3 separate regions of the Mus musculus genome follow, and all the other regions are linked to region 3. Evidence: chromatin contacts called from public HiChIP or PLAC-seq data. All regions are on one chromosome and are shown on one strand. The core of a region is the stretch at or near the end of the contact, and the rest is flanking DNA. Distances in the headings are between cores, read along the strand shown.

Region 1 (4,151 bases), core at 1,135-3,634, 85 kb after region 3:
GAAGGGGTACACATATGAAATCTCCCAATTCCCAGAGGCCCACCAGAGTGTCAAATTGCATTTTAAAGGGGTGGGGGGGGGACTGTCTATGGGCCCTGTCCAGGAAGAAAGGGGTGGCCCAGGCTCTGCCTCCTCCAAATAAACTTGGTGGAACCTTCCCATGCAGCAGCTGTCACAGAATACCCAAGACCCTGGTCACCCCAAATCCAAAGCAAAACAAACTGTGAACCTCAAGGCTCTAGTGGGTGGAAGAGGTGTTATCCCTGGGACCCACAACTTCTCCCTCTCACCCCCAAAACCCAACCTCATTCAAGAAAGCTAAAAAACAAAACAAAATTAAAACAAAACAAAACACTCAAACCAAGTGGGCCTCTTATTGTCAGGATATATCCGGGAATTATTCCCAGTCAAGTTTAAAAACATCCTTTTACCAACATCACCGGGGGGGGGGGGGGAGGTCCCCAAGACCTGGGATTCCCCTCAGGTCCCAGGGGCTCTGCTCCACCAGTGGGGGAGGGGTTCCACCTGCCAGGCCCAATCCACCCACCCCAGGAAAGACTGAGGGGCCAGCACGCAGTTAAACCATTAACTTTTTTTTCCAGTGTTCCCCAGAAAGGAGCTAGGGCAGCAGGGATCCGGAAGCCACAGGCTGGGGAAGGCGATTCTGGGGTTGAGGGAAGACCCACGTCCAGAAGCTCAGGAACCCCAACTCTTTTGTTTGTCAACTCACACAGGGTGTGAAACAGGCACCTCGGGCACCCCGCCCCCACTGCTTTTTGTCTTTTTTTTTTTTCATCCTTTTTGGAGGATGTGTGAAACTGACTCTTTTCTTCTTCTTCTAAGTTGTACGAAACCACACTTTTTTTGTGGGGTATTTGAAACCGATTTTTCTGGGTAACCCCAGGAGAGGTGAAACACTGCTCCAGTGGGGGCGGGTGCCACAAACACTCTTGGGAGGGGAGGAATGGGACAACCTGGGTCATCTTGGATTGGGGGTAGGGAAGCAGAATTGGGGATGACCCCCCCCTTCTCCTCCCTCCCCCATTCCAGCAGCCACTGCGGGAGGAGGAAGGTTGGAAGTTCTGAGGCTCGCAGAGGCCACCATCGTGTCCCAAACCCTGAGCTGTGCCGCGCCCCACATTAACACAGAGCAGATGTTCCCATCTCGGGGTCCCTGTGTCTCCCCTCCTTCTCTGTACCCAGAGATCCCTTTCTTGTAGCAGACAAAAGGACTTGCTCTCTTTCCTCCAAACTCCAGTTTAAATCGGGGGGGGGGCATCCTTAAGTGGCAGGGGGGGTCTTCCAAGATCTCCAGGAGTTGGGGAACCCCAAGTTAACGAGGTGAAGATATTGGGTTCACTCTTCCTTCCAAATTCCAGTTTGGATGGAGATTTGGAGACTTCCCTGGGTGGGGGTGGGTTGGAAAGGGACACCTCCCACAAAATCCCCAAGAATTAGGAACTCTAAATTGTGGAGTGCGATATAATCCTCAGCCTTCCAAACTCCACTAGGATCAAGGGGACACCTCAAGTGAAGAGGTGAAGGTGGGTGATAAGGGGACACCTCCCCTAAGATAACCACGAGTTGTGGAACCACTAGCTAATGGAATGAGGAGGTGGCCCTCTCTCTTCCCTCCAAACTCCAGCTCCGATCAGGAGGACCCCCTCTCTAAGGGCAGATGGAAAGGGAACACCTCCCCTAAGATCCCCACGAGTTGGAGAATTCCTATCTGATGAAGTTGGGTGACCGTCCACAGAGAACCGTCACAAAAGAGGCCTGGGCAAAGTTTGCTCTCAAGTGCGCGCGTCCCCTCCACGTCGCCCCCCTCTCCAGGCGCGCAAAGTTGAAGACAGAGAACAATGCGCCGCCGGGCCCGGGGCCCTGTGCAAGGGGGACGCGTGCACACTCCCCCGGGGGCTCACCCCAGCCCTAGCCTCCCCGCGGACCCGAGAGAGACCCAGAGGCAACTTTTTTTTTCTCATGCACTAAGCAGAGGGGGGGGGTCCCCACCGTGCGCGCGTCCCCGTGAGCCCCACGCGCGCGTCCGGGGCCCCTCCGCGTGCGCTCACCTGCTGGGCGGGGGCATGCACCGGGTGCACCGGGGCTCCCTGCTGCCCACCGCCCTCGGGGACCCCGGGGACAAAAGGGTGGCGGGCGCGTCCCCGAGGGTCGCGCGTGGGCGGCGGGAGCGCGCAGGGCTCGGGGTCGCGCGTCCTTCCTCCTCCCCACTCGCGTTCGCGTCGCCTGGTCTCTCTCGAGCTTCTCTCAGAGCAGGCCCCGCGGGAAGGGACTGTAGCAGAGGCGGCGGCGCGCGGCGGTGGCCCGCGGTGGCCCGCTACGCCCGCAGCCGCCGGCGCTGCCTCATCTTCCTGCGGCGGGAGACATGTTCCGCCCCCCCACCCCGCCCCGCGCCGCCCGCGGAAGCCACGCCCCCAAGTGACCACGCCCACTGTCGCCAAAAGCCACCTCCCCTAAGTCGCTGCAGCCGCGCCCCGACCGGATACACAGATCCCTCCACTACCTCTTGAGGCGATAGTAACATACACCACCTCACAACAGTCACTGCCAGAACACCCACAAAGATTACCATGACACCAAGAATCAACCCGTATCTAATACTAAAGTACTTCCGGCAGAGATAGTCTCTATCAAACCGAGGGAAAGACTTAGGAACTATCTTCCTACGCGGCGGTATACACGCACTGAGCGAAGCGTCCTTGACGCAAGCGGGAAGGACCATTAGATTGAAAGATAAGGACCGCTACAAATAACCAATGGGAAGGTGGAGAGGTTAGATTGGCAGAACTCAAACCATTTATTGCGAAGTATCATCTGCGTTCCCGCCCTACAGCAGAGGCGGGATTCTCAGAGCAAGAGGCCGCGAGAAACTCAACGGGAAGGCGGTGGAAGGGCGGGGTTTGAGATTTTATTTTCGGGTTCTTATGCCCGCCGGCGCCGCCACGTCAAGTGGGTTCTATTTGAGTTTCTAGGATGGGCTCTGGGTGTTATGTGTTCGAGCGGGTATATCAAAGTCGGGATGGGATATCAGATCCTTAATGAGAGGCTAGGAAACGATGGATCATTCTCTCTCTTGCTGAAGGACCTCCACATTGGTCAACTTTTCCGTCTTTTGAAAATAGGTGTTTCGTGGTGCATATAATAAAAAATGCCAGGAGGTGGCGGCACTTTAATCCCAGCACTGGGGAGACAGAGGCAAGCAGATCTCTGTGAGTTCAAGGCCATCCTGGTCTACAGAGTGAGTTCCAGGATAGCCAAGGCTATCCAAGAATCACTGTCTCGAAAGAAAGAAAGAAAGAAAGAAAGAAAGAAAGAAAGAAAGAAAGAAAGAAAGAACAACGAAACAACGAGGGCGGGAGGGGTACTGAGAGGAGAGAGGGTAAACTGAGATTGGGATATAATATATGATAAAATAAATTTAAAAAAGAAAAACACATAATGAGGCCAGGTGTGGTGGCCCATGCCTTTAATCCCAGCTCTTGGGAGGCAGGAGGAGCTCTTTGTTTGAGTTTGAGGCTAGCCGGTTATATAAAGCAAGTTGCAAGCCAGCCAGCTAAGGCTGTCCAGTGAGACCCTGCCTCTCCCTGAGGGTTGTAGAGACAATATGTCCCTCGCGCCTAGCTTCTGCTCAGTCTTCACAGCTCACTGGGGCTCACAGCCCAATGAACACAGCAGAAAGGTGCATGGCACAGTGGGTGTCCAGGTCAGGCAGCAAAGAGGATCCCTAGTGTAGCTGCCTGCTCCCTCTCCCTCACCTTCAGTCAGAGATCAAGGACATGCCCCCAGCATCACACAGGAAGGGCCTGGTGTGAATCGCACCTCTAGGTTCTGACTTTTTGGAGTTGGCAGGGGTAGAGAATTGAGAAAAGGTCTCATGTAGCCCAGGCTGGCCTCCAACTTCCTATGTAGCCAAGGTTGACCCTGAACTCCTGTTGGTATCCCCTACCTCCCAGCTAGTACTAAGATGGTAGCTACCACACCTGGTTATGTGGTGGTGGGAAGAAATGTAGTGCTTCATATATCCTAACTAAGCGATCTACCACCCCAGCTACCGCTCCAGTCCTTTATCCTTGGAACTGGTCCCTACTTCCGGTCCTTTTTGCTTCCCCCATATCTCAGAGCCTTTGGGCAGG
Region 2 (4,687 bases), core at 133-2,632, 110 kb after region 3:
CACCATGTCCAGCAAGCCTCTTATTTTTAAAAATATATTATTGATGTTGTTTGACCCAGGACCTAACTCTGTAGCTCAGACTGGCCTCTATCTCTGAGACTGCCCTGCCTCAGCCTCTGAGTACTGAGATAACAGGGCGCACGGTTGCACCTGGTGCTAATGGTGGGGAAGGGGTTTGTAGTTACTCAGTTCAGAGATCTCATTTACAAAATAATCCAGACGTGCCACGTGGTGTATAGCAGGTTCTCTTCTGAGCTGGGCCCAACAAACAAGCTGACTCAGCATTCTAGACCTGGAGACACCGGTCTCCTTCACTTTTAACCCTTGGACCCTCTTCAGGGACATGGGTCTGTTATACAAAGATGTGGGAAGGCCTGGACTAGGGTCAGTGCAGTCGGTGTATGCCAAACTAGCAGCCTCCTGCCAAGGCACAGGGCATGGGGACTGTCCCCTTTCACATGACTGAACATGAAGCTTGACCAGGGCAAGCTAGGTAGGCTTGGGATCCAGTTCTGTCTGGTTCTGAGGACTGAGCTTGCCCTAGACAGACCCAGGGTAAGTCCCAGGCTTTCAAGTCCCAGGACAAACATATCCCACTGGGAGCTGCATTCCTCTATCCCTACATCCTGTCAGAGTGGAGTCTCTGAGGCTTCTTTTGGGTGATCAGAGAGGTTGGGGTAGAGACTGGGAGCAACCCAGCATGCTGACAGGGCTGTGTTCTCTGAGTGGTGGCAATTCCCAGAGGATCACAGATCACAGAGACAGAAATATCCGCAGGTGGGGAGAACCTGAGGCCAGTGCTGCGTGGCCCGTCCCAGTGGTACTCCACCTCGGCCACAGCAGATCAGTAGCTGGTCAGGCAAATGTGCTGTGGCCAGATCAACTGCAGGCTGCCCACACAGGGTGTCTGGCTTCTGAGAGTTCTGGAAGGTTCTCCCGGCTTCTCCCTCCCTCCCCCCTTCACTGTGTATCTTTCTGGCTCATTTTTTCCCCTCTTTCCTGTCTTTTGTTGTTTTGGTTTGCAGAGGCATGGGCTCACTCTGTAGCCCAGAATGGCCTTGGAACTCACAGCAATTCCCCTGCATTAGCCTTCCAAATACTGAGGTTTCAGGTATTCAGCACTGCTCAGGGACCAGCCGAGTCTGTCTTCTTCCTTGTGCTTCTTGGACCCTGAAGGAGAAGCTGAGATCTCTAGAAAATTCCTCCCGAGGGCTGAGGCTCAGGAGGTGAGGGACCCCCCTGGCAGGCAGGAAGCCCCGAAGCTGAGGGAAATGAAGGCCCCTGTGGTAGGGGTTCTTCCGGGTTCGCATCCATGAAGACCCATCTGTTACCTCATGGTCTTGGCTTCCCGGGAATCCCTGCTCTGTGGTTTTGGCTGCACCAGTCTGTGGTCTGAGGAACCCACAGTGAAGTAGATGGCCATCTAGAGAGACCGGGGCTAACAGGAGACTCTGCCTGGAGCGAGGGGTGAGGCTCTATAGAACTGCTGATAGAACAGTGTGTCCAGGGGGATCCTTTGGACTGAACCCCAATGTATCTCATTGAGCAAAACCCATGAGGCCAGAGAGTCCAGTCAAAGCCCCAAGGGGCACGCTTGCAAGTAAGTGCTGTCTCCGTTTGATTTTATTTTGTGAGAATGTTCATGTGAATGGAAGCCAGAGGTGATGTCATGAGTGTTTCTGTTGCTCCTAGTTTTGAGTTTTTTACTATAAAAATTACATTTATTTATTGTGTTTTGTGTGTGTGTGTGTGTGTGTGTGTGTGTGTGTGTGTGAGAGAGAGAGAGAGAGAGAGAGAGAGATGAAAGGGTAGTTTGCCCATGGTTGGTGCTCTCCTTCAGTCTTGGAGTCTTGGGGATTGAACTCAGGTGGCCAGGATTGGCTGCAAGCCCCTGCTGTGCCCTCTTGCCACCCCTTCCTTGCTTTTGAAGACATAATGCTTCACTGAAGCTGGGGATCCCATGAGGTTGAGCTGTCTGGTGGGTGCTCAGCATGAGGCCTGGAACCCAGGTCTTCACCATGGTGACTGACACCTTGTCTGTCCTTTGAGCCCTCACCCCTCTCAGATACACTCACGCAGCCTCCAGTTTGCCATCCCCCATCACAAGTCACCAGGGCACTTGCTGACAAACCACCCTGAGTACATCTGAAAAATAGATTTGCTTTTATTTTTGATTTTTTAAGGGGTTAGTCACATAGGGCAGTCTGGAACCAACCAGGCTAGACCCCAACTCACAGCCACTGTCCTGCCTCCACCTCCCAAGTGGCTAGAATTACAGGCACGTTGTAGCCCTCCAAGCCCAGATTTTGTTTTTGAGACAGCGCTAACCCTGTAGTTCAGTCTATCCTAGAATACAAGATCTTCCTGCATCAGCCTTCAAATGCTGAGGTGACAGGTGTGTGCTCCACACGTGACTGAAAATGTCTGTTTTAAAGCAACATAGAGCTTGAACTTGCTTGCAGTGAAATATCAGGTTGGATCCTTGGTTCCAAAAAGCAGAGCTCCTACTAGTGGGGTGACAGACTCTGCTGCTCTGTGACAGCCATCACATCGGGGCCCATTTCTGCTTATCACAGGCACTTGGAGCCTCCAGAGCACATGGCAGAGGACCTAGGGTCTCTTCCCATCATCCTCAGTGGAGGTCAGGGGTAAAATAATCTGGGTCGATTGTTTCACAGACATAGACAGAAATATGAGGAAAAGTGGATGGATGGATGGATGGATAGATGGATGGATGGATGGATGGATGGATAGGTGGATAGATGAGTGGGTGGATGGGTAGATGGATGGGTGGGTAGGTGGATAGATGGGTCGGTGGTGGAGGGCAGAAAGGTAGGAGATGGATAGAATCCCTCTATTGTCTTCACAACTCTTTTTTAAAGTATATTATTGTGAAATAAAAAGTGTGTGTGTGTGTGTGTGTGTGTGTGTGTGTGTGTGTGTAACAGTTTTGATAAAGGACTGTTTCTCAGTATGGAAAGAACACTTAAGATCAGTAGGACTGGAATATTTGTGGCTCAGCAGTGGAATGCTCCATACTGAAATATAACACATAGAACTCGATATCATAGAAGAAATTATTTGATTAAAAATGATATATCAGCTTACAAATATGTTAGCAAAACACAGTGATATGCGTGAGTCATCTCAAAATTTGAGAAGTTGCAGCAGGAGGATTACTCTGGGTTCCAGGCTAAACTAGGTTGCAGAAGGAAGATACTGTCTTAGAGGAACACAGATCTGCTAATTAGAAATTAACATAAAGCCGGGTGTGGTGGTGCACACCTTTAATACCAGTACTTGGGAGGCAGAGGCAGGTGGATTTCTGAGTTCGAGGCCAGCCTGTCTCGGAAAAAAAAAAAAAAGAAAATTAACATAAAGTATGAAAAAGAATTGGCACAGAGGACAATTCCAGAATAGTTTAGAAGTAACAGGAGTGGGAATTCTGCATATCAAGATACAGGGGCCACTCCTATCCATGAATCTGTCCCCTAAAGTGCTGATGTTGCTACAGGAATAGTCAGGAAGAGTAAATAACATCAGGAAACCAGGGAGAAAAGGATTGACAGAGCCAGGCAGAGCAGAGGCTGCGCTAACAGAGATAAAAGGCAAAATTAACAGCGTGGAAAGGGAAAGCCAGCAGACTCGGAATAAGTCCGCTTTGCCTTGCTGCACTTAAAAATAGCCAAAGCAGATAAGCTGAAGGGGAGGGAATCTCAGAGGGTGAAGAGCTTGCTTTACCAGTGTGGGGATCTGAGTCCCCACCAGATTCACCAGAGTTCTCGGAAAGTCAGGGTGCCCTGGTGGTGGCAGCTCCAGCATCAGCTAGATACAAGTAGAATCACCCGAGCACGCCGGCCCGTGGGTGTGTCTGTGGGGACTGCTGTGGGGTGGAGCGCGGCGGTGCTGGCCTTTAATCTCAGTACTCAGAGGGCAGAGACAGGAGGATCTCTGCAGGGGATGTGACTAGCTGCCTCCCTTCCCTTCCCCAGCGTGGTGGTCTGGAAAGGGTTAATGAGAGCCAATACAGGGACGGGTACCCGGTGGGCTTAACTAGTGACGGGGGAGCGGGGGGGGGGGGGTGACGGGGGGGGGGGGCAAGCACGTCAAGAGTTGCCCTCAGCGCGCGCGCGCACACACACACACACACACACACACACACACACACACACACACACACACACACACACACACACACACACACACACACACACACACACACACACACACACACACACACACACACACACACACACACACACACACACACACACACACACACACACACACACACACACACACACACACACACACACACACACACACACACACACACACACACGCCCTGGCTCCTGGCTCCTCCCTCCTGGGACTTGGAATCCAAGTCCTCTGTGTGCTGCGAGGAGAGCCGGGGAATGACCTCAGGGCGACAATGGGAAGCTGAGGTTTTCCACTCTCCTCATCCCTTAAAACAAAAACTGAGAGAAAAATTATTTTAATTTTCTGTGCCCTGCTTCCTTGCCGGGGTGCAGGCAGAAGGCCGGCGGAATGGGTGGTCCCCAGTGGTTTCCTGTACAGGACTGGAAGCGGGAAAGAGCGGGGGTCTGGGACGAATGCTGTGTGTGGTTCCCAGGCTTTGGTATACCCTGGGGCTGCTGGCACAGCGCTGGCAGGCAGACATGGGGTC
Region 3 (4,304 bases), core at 842-3,341:
GAGCATCTCTCCACCTCCTCCTGTGTTTATTTGAGACACTCTCGCTATGTAATCCAGGCTGTCCCAAAACTCTCTATGTGGCCCAGGCTGGTCTGTCAACTCACAGAGGCCCGCCTGCCTCTGCCTCCCAGGTGCTGGGACTAAAGATTTGCACACGTGCTTTTCTTTTTTTCTTTTTTTGGTTTTTCAAGACAGGGTTTCTCTGTGTAGCCCTGGCTATCCTGGCACTCACTTTGTAGACCAGGCTGGCCTCGAACTCAGAAATCCGCCTGCCTCTTCCTCTCGAGTGCTGGGATTAAAGGCGTGCATCACCACGCCCAGCTTTCTTTTTTTCTTTTTTATTTTTTTTTTAGATAGGGTCTTGTAGCCCAGGTTGGTCTTAAACTTCCTGAGTAGCTAAGGATAACCTTGAACTCGTGACCTTCCTGCCTCCCCTACTAGCTCCTGGACAGTGGGCACTGGGCTTTTGCTCTAGGACAGGCTTCTGCTTTCCTTTTGAGATGGGAGTCTTGATCTGTAGCTCAGGCTAGGCTCAAACTCTGAAAAATCCTCCTCCCTTAGCCTCCTGGGACAAAGTTGCTAGTCCTGGACTGCCACACACCCACCTTAATCAGTTCTTCCTATAGACAATGTGTTCTTTTATTTTGTTTTTGTTTTTTTTTAAAGATTTTTATTTATTTATTATATGTAAGTACACTGTAGCTGTCTTCAGACACTCCAGAAGAGGGAGTCAGATCCCATTACGGATGGTTGTGAGCCACCATGTGGTTGCTGGGATTTGAACTCAGGACCTTTGGAAGAGCAGTCGGGTGCTCTTACCCACTGAGCCATCTCACCAGCCCCAGTGTGTTCTTTTATAATGCACAAGGAATCCTTTAAGGACAGTTTTTAGGTGGCTGCAAGTTTAGTCACCCCTTTCATCTACCTTCCTGGGTGGCCAGGAACCAACCATTCCATTTCTCCAGGCCTCGGTTTCCCCATCTGTGCAGTGAAAACCCGCGGAACCCCATCCCTGAGTCTCTGAGAGCCTGTAGAGGGATAATTAATGGAGGCTCATCCAGAAACTCAGGGTGGAATGGATGTCCCCCTCCCAGCTGCCCCCCAGCCTCTGGGGACCGCTGTGCTCCCAGGTACCCCATAGCCTAAGGGACCTCCTCCCCACCCCCAACCCCACCCCGTGGCAGGCGCTGGGCGGCTGACCTGGCCTCCTGCCAACACGTGGGTCATGGTCTCATCTGCCAGAGCTGCGGGCTGCGGTGCCTAGAGGATCTGCGGACAAGAAGAGCAGGGTGGGGCTGAGTGGAGGTCTCAGTTTCCCCAACTGTAGAGACCGGATGAAGTCATTCTCAGCCGACGCCCTCCTCCTCGTGATCCCAGCCTGGCAAGACCAGCCAGGAGGGAAGGGAACCAAGATGAAGTGAGTCCCTTCTGGGCCCGGGCCAGGCTCTCTGAAGGGCACACGGGCTCTCAAAGATCTGCAGCCCACAGGGTCCAGGTACCTGAAAAAGGGGTAAGGAGGACAAAAGTACCCCGGCCCGGCTGGAACCAGGGTCTCTCCGGTTGTCAGCCAATCTGATGTCCTTTAGGACACCTTGGGACCGAGATGGCTGTAAATTGGAAACTCACGGGAACTGCTTCAAGACACTCGCCGGACCCTTCCTTCTGCGGGCCCAGAAACTGGGCTGTCCCGGGAAGGAAGGAAGAAGGAGGCTGGGGAAGGCCATCTCATAACCCCCTTCGTGAGGGGGGCTCCTACCCATGTCTGTCAATGCCCTCTCCCGAGCACCGCATCTAGCACTGCATCCCTCTCCCGCATTGGTGCACCAGTCACTGGGGTGTCGGTCTCCTGAGTTTCAGTCCCATCCCGTAGGAAGTGCGACCCCCAAACTCACCCACCATCCTAGGGATTGCTGCTTTCGCTCCGAGCAGGGAAAGAAACCAATCTCATCCCCGCCGCCACACCGGGTGGAATAGTGGCAGGATGGGAAGAGGGACTTACCATCTGCTGAGAGCCCAAGGCAATACGTCCAAGTTTCCCCGGGACGCCCCGGGGACTGGCGGAAGCGGCGGGGCCCCAAAGTGCGGGACTGCGAACTCGGTCGATCCCTCCCACCCGGGCCTCCTAGGCGCGCCCAGGCTGGGGTCACCGAGGGCGCAGGCCAAGGGCGCCCTCGTGCGGCAGGAGAGGGCGCACGCGTTGGGCCCGGACCTGCGGCAGGGGGCTGACCTACTGTGTCTGACAGCGCAGCTCAGCGGCCCAGCGTTGGTCCTGATATCCTGGGTGCCAGTGACCTTGGGAAGTGCAGCTGCGGGGCGGTGCGCGGGGGTGACTGGACTGCTATTCCGGGCGCCGCGCTCAGGGCCAGGGAATGTGCCTAGCGCTGGGGCTTGGGGTGGGATAGTCCATGCCAGGGCGCCCTCTCACTCTCAGTACCCCGTCCTGCTCCGTAGCACCCCGCAGCCAGATACGCCAGATTTCCTCTCCTCATCCCCATCACCCACTCAGGCCAGGCTCCTAGCTCTGTCCCAACAATCCCTGGGACCCCAACCCAGGTCTCCATCATCCCTGCAACTGGGACTTCCCACCCCGTCCCTGTTACCCCCAATTAGACCTCTCCACGCTGGTCCACATCATTCCCCAGTTAGACCTTCCTGCCTTGGTTCGCATCTCCACCCCCCCCGCCCCCCGACTCCTCACTCGAGTCCCAAGCATCCCCTCACGAGGCCCCGCGCGCCCGCTGGGGGCGGAGGGACCCTCCCTGCCCCACATTCCCAGGCGCTGCCGTCACCAATGCTCCACCCGGTCCCGCCCTCTAGGCCTGGACGCCAGTGCTGCTTCTCTCCACTGGTTTTGGCCTCAAGCCCTCCGCCTCAGTTTCCCATTCCCGGCACTCTGCCAGCCTCTTGTGGACCCCCTGACCCCATCGCCTTCGTGTAGCCTCCCGGCAGCCGGGCAGAAGGACGCCGCACTGCGATGATCAGTGCTGTGTGGACCATGCTATTCCTGGGCGCTGAACTCGCCTCCTCTAGGAAGCCCACCTGGCTGACCTCTGGCCCGCTTTCCTCACAGGGCACGGTGCCTGCTGTATGCACTCCCTGAAAAGCAGACTGCCTGCAGTATTTACTACACATAGAGGACAGTGTCTGCTGTATACACCTGCCTCAGGGAGGTCCTCTGGACAGGGCTCAGCACAGGACAGCCGCTGGAAACATCTCTGAGTGTGACCACTCCGTGACATTATTATGCAAGTCACTGTGTGCACACAGCTATGGCCCAGCAGCCAAGCCCAGTGTGGGGAGGTGGCCATGCATGGCCATGACTCCGATTTCTGACACCCATCATCCTGTTGAAGAAAAGATGCTAAGGCCAGGCATGGGCTGTGAGGAGAACCCCTACAGAACATATAACCACTAAAGGGGCTAGAGGCAAGGGTGGCCTAGCCAGGGTCAGCAGGAGAATGAGAGACAATCCTGACGTCCTGCTGTGAAAGGAAGGGACCTCAGCAAAGCAAAGATGAGGACCGTGTTAGGGAGAGAGAGGGGCCCGTGCAGTAGGAGTTCTGTTCTGGTATACAGTAGGCATGCACTCTGTCCTGGTATACAGTAGGCATGCACTCTGCATGGAGGATATACAGCAGACATAGATTTACAGGAGAAAATATGCAACAGATATACTATCCAGGTAGTGCACATAGTAGGCACTGAAGGGGAGTATACATTAGGTGCCCCGTCCTTCATGATACAAGTGTGCAGGAAACACTGTGTCTGGCAGAGCGAGCATATAGCTCACAGTATATACAATAGGTGCATATGTACAATAGGCCCTCTCCCTTGCAGGGATAGCATACAGTAGGCACTTTGCTGTGCAGCCACTGCCTACAGTAGACACTACGCTCTGAAGAGAGTGTGTCCAGTGAACATGGCTCTTTCCCCAGTTTTCCTAAAGCAGACTATCGCAGTGAAGCCGGCACCCGTCAAAAGCTGAGGCCTACAAGGAGGCCATAGAGCGGGCACTGTGTCATACAGGAGCATATACAGAAGGTGGTATGCTCTGCAGGGTGTGCACACAGCAGGCACTGTGGGGCACTTCCCTGCAGTTCTGACTCAGTCCAGCAGAGGGTGCACCAGGGCTCCAGAGCTCCCCTAAGTTTGCTCAGGACAGTGCAGCCTGCTGGGGACAGCTCTGATCCACACCCACTTCCAGCCGGGTTACCACCCTCGGAGCGCCTTCTAGGACCCATTCACCTCTGCCAGGATGGGATTGGGGCAGGGGACAGGGCTTAGTGGGACTCTCAGCTATCTGT

The links. HiChIP or PLAC-seq counts read pairs in DNA pulled down with a chosen protein or histone mark.
Region 1: an H3K4me3 HiChIP or PLAC-seq map of embryonic stem cells shows a contact between it and region 3, with 24 read pairs. The contact joins the promoter of Tcf3 here to the promoter of Adamtsl5 in region 3. A contact is called at or near these places in 2 of 39 promoter capture datasets (the SN4741 cell line and neural stem cells), 2 of 15 datasets of contacts at CTCF or cohesin (the NIH/3T3 cell line and embryonic stem cells), 6 of 484 Hi-C or Micro-C datasets (the G1E-ER4 cell line, the N1E-115 cell line, group 2 innate lymphoid cells and 3 more), 8 of 115 datasets of contacts at active chromatin or transcription factors (the 230-238 cell line, the SCID.adh cell line, embryonic stem cells and 3 more) and 3 of 9 other capture datasets (adipose tissue, liver and pancreatic islet).
Region 2: an HNF4G HiChIP or PLAC-seq map of pancreatic cancer cells shows a contact between it and region 3. The contact joins the enhancer-like site here to the promoter of Adamtsl5 in region 3. A contact is called at or near these places in 1 of 39 promoter capture datasets (pre-B cells), 1 of 15 datasets of contacts at CTCF or cohesin (CD8 T cells), 1 of 484 Hi-C or Micro-C datasets (bone marrow-derived macrophages), 3 of 115 datasets of contacts at active chromatin or transcription factors (the 230-238 cell line, embryonic stem cells and pancreatic cancer cells) and 3 of 9 other capture datasets (adipose tissue, liver and pancreatic islet).

What each region holds. Positions count from the first base shown.
Region 1 is chr10:80,431,251-80,435,401 of GRCm38.p6, forward strand. Tcf3 (transcription factor 3) reads right to left here and starts at 2,385. Exons shown (of 19, transcript NM_001164149.2): 1 at 2,070-2,385.
Region 2 is chr10:80,460,174-80,464,860 of GRCm38.p6, forward strand. No RefSeq gene overlaps it. Among named protein-coding and RNA genes, the nearest start is that of Gm40716, 13 kb to the right of the region's middle. Within about 2 kb of position 1,383, at least 11 of the 459 cell types and tissues checked have an H3K27ac peak or open chromatin away from gene starts, as enhancers often do. A contact at or near this core is called in pancreatic cancer cells, where this site is marked.
Region 3 is chr10:80,346,357-80,350,660 of GRCm38.p6, forward strand. Adamtsl5 (ADAMTS-like 5) reads right to left here and starts at 2,092. Exons shown (of 13, transcript NM_001285435.1): 1 at 2,000-2,092; 2 at 1,201-1,269.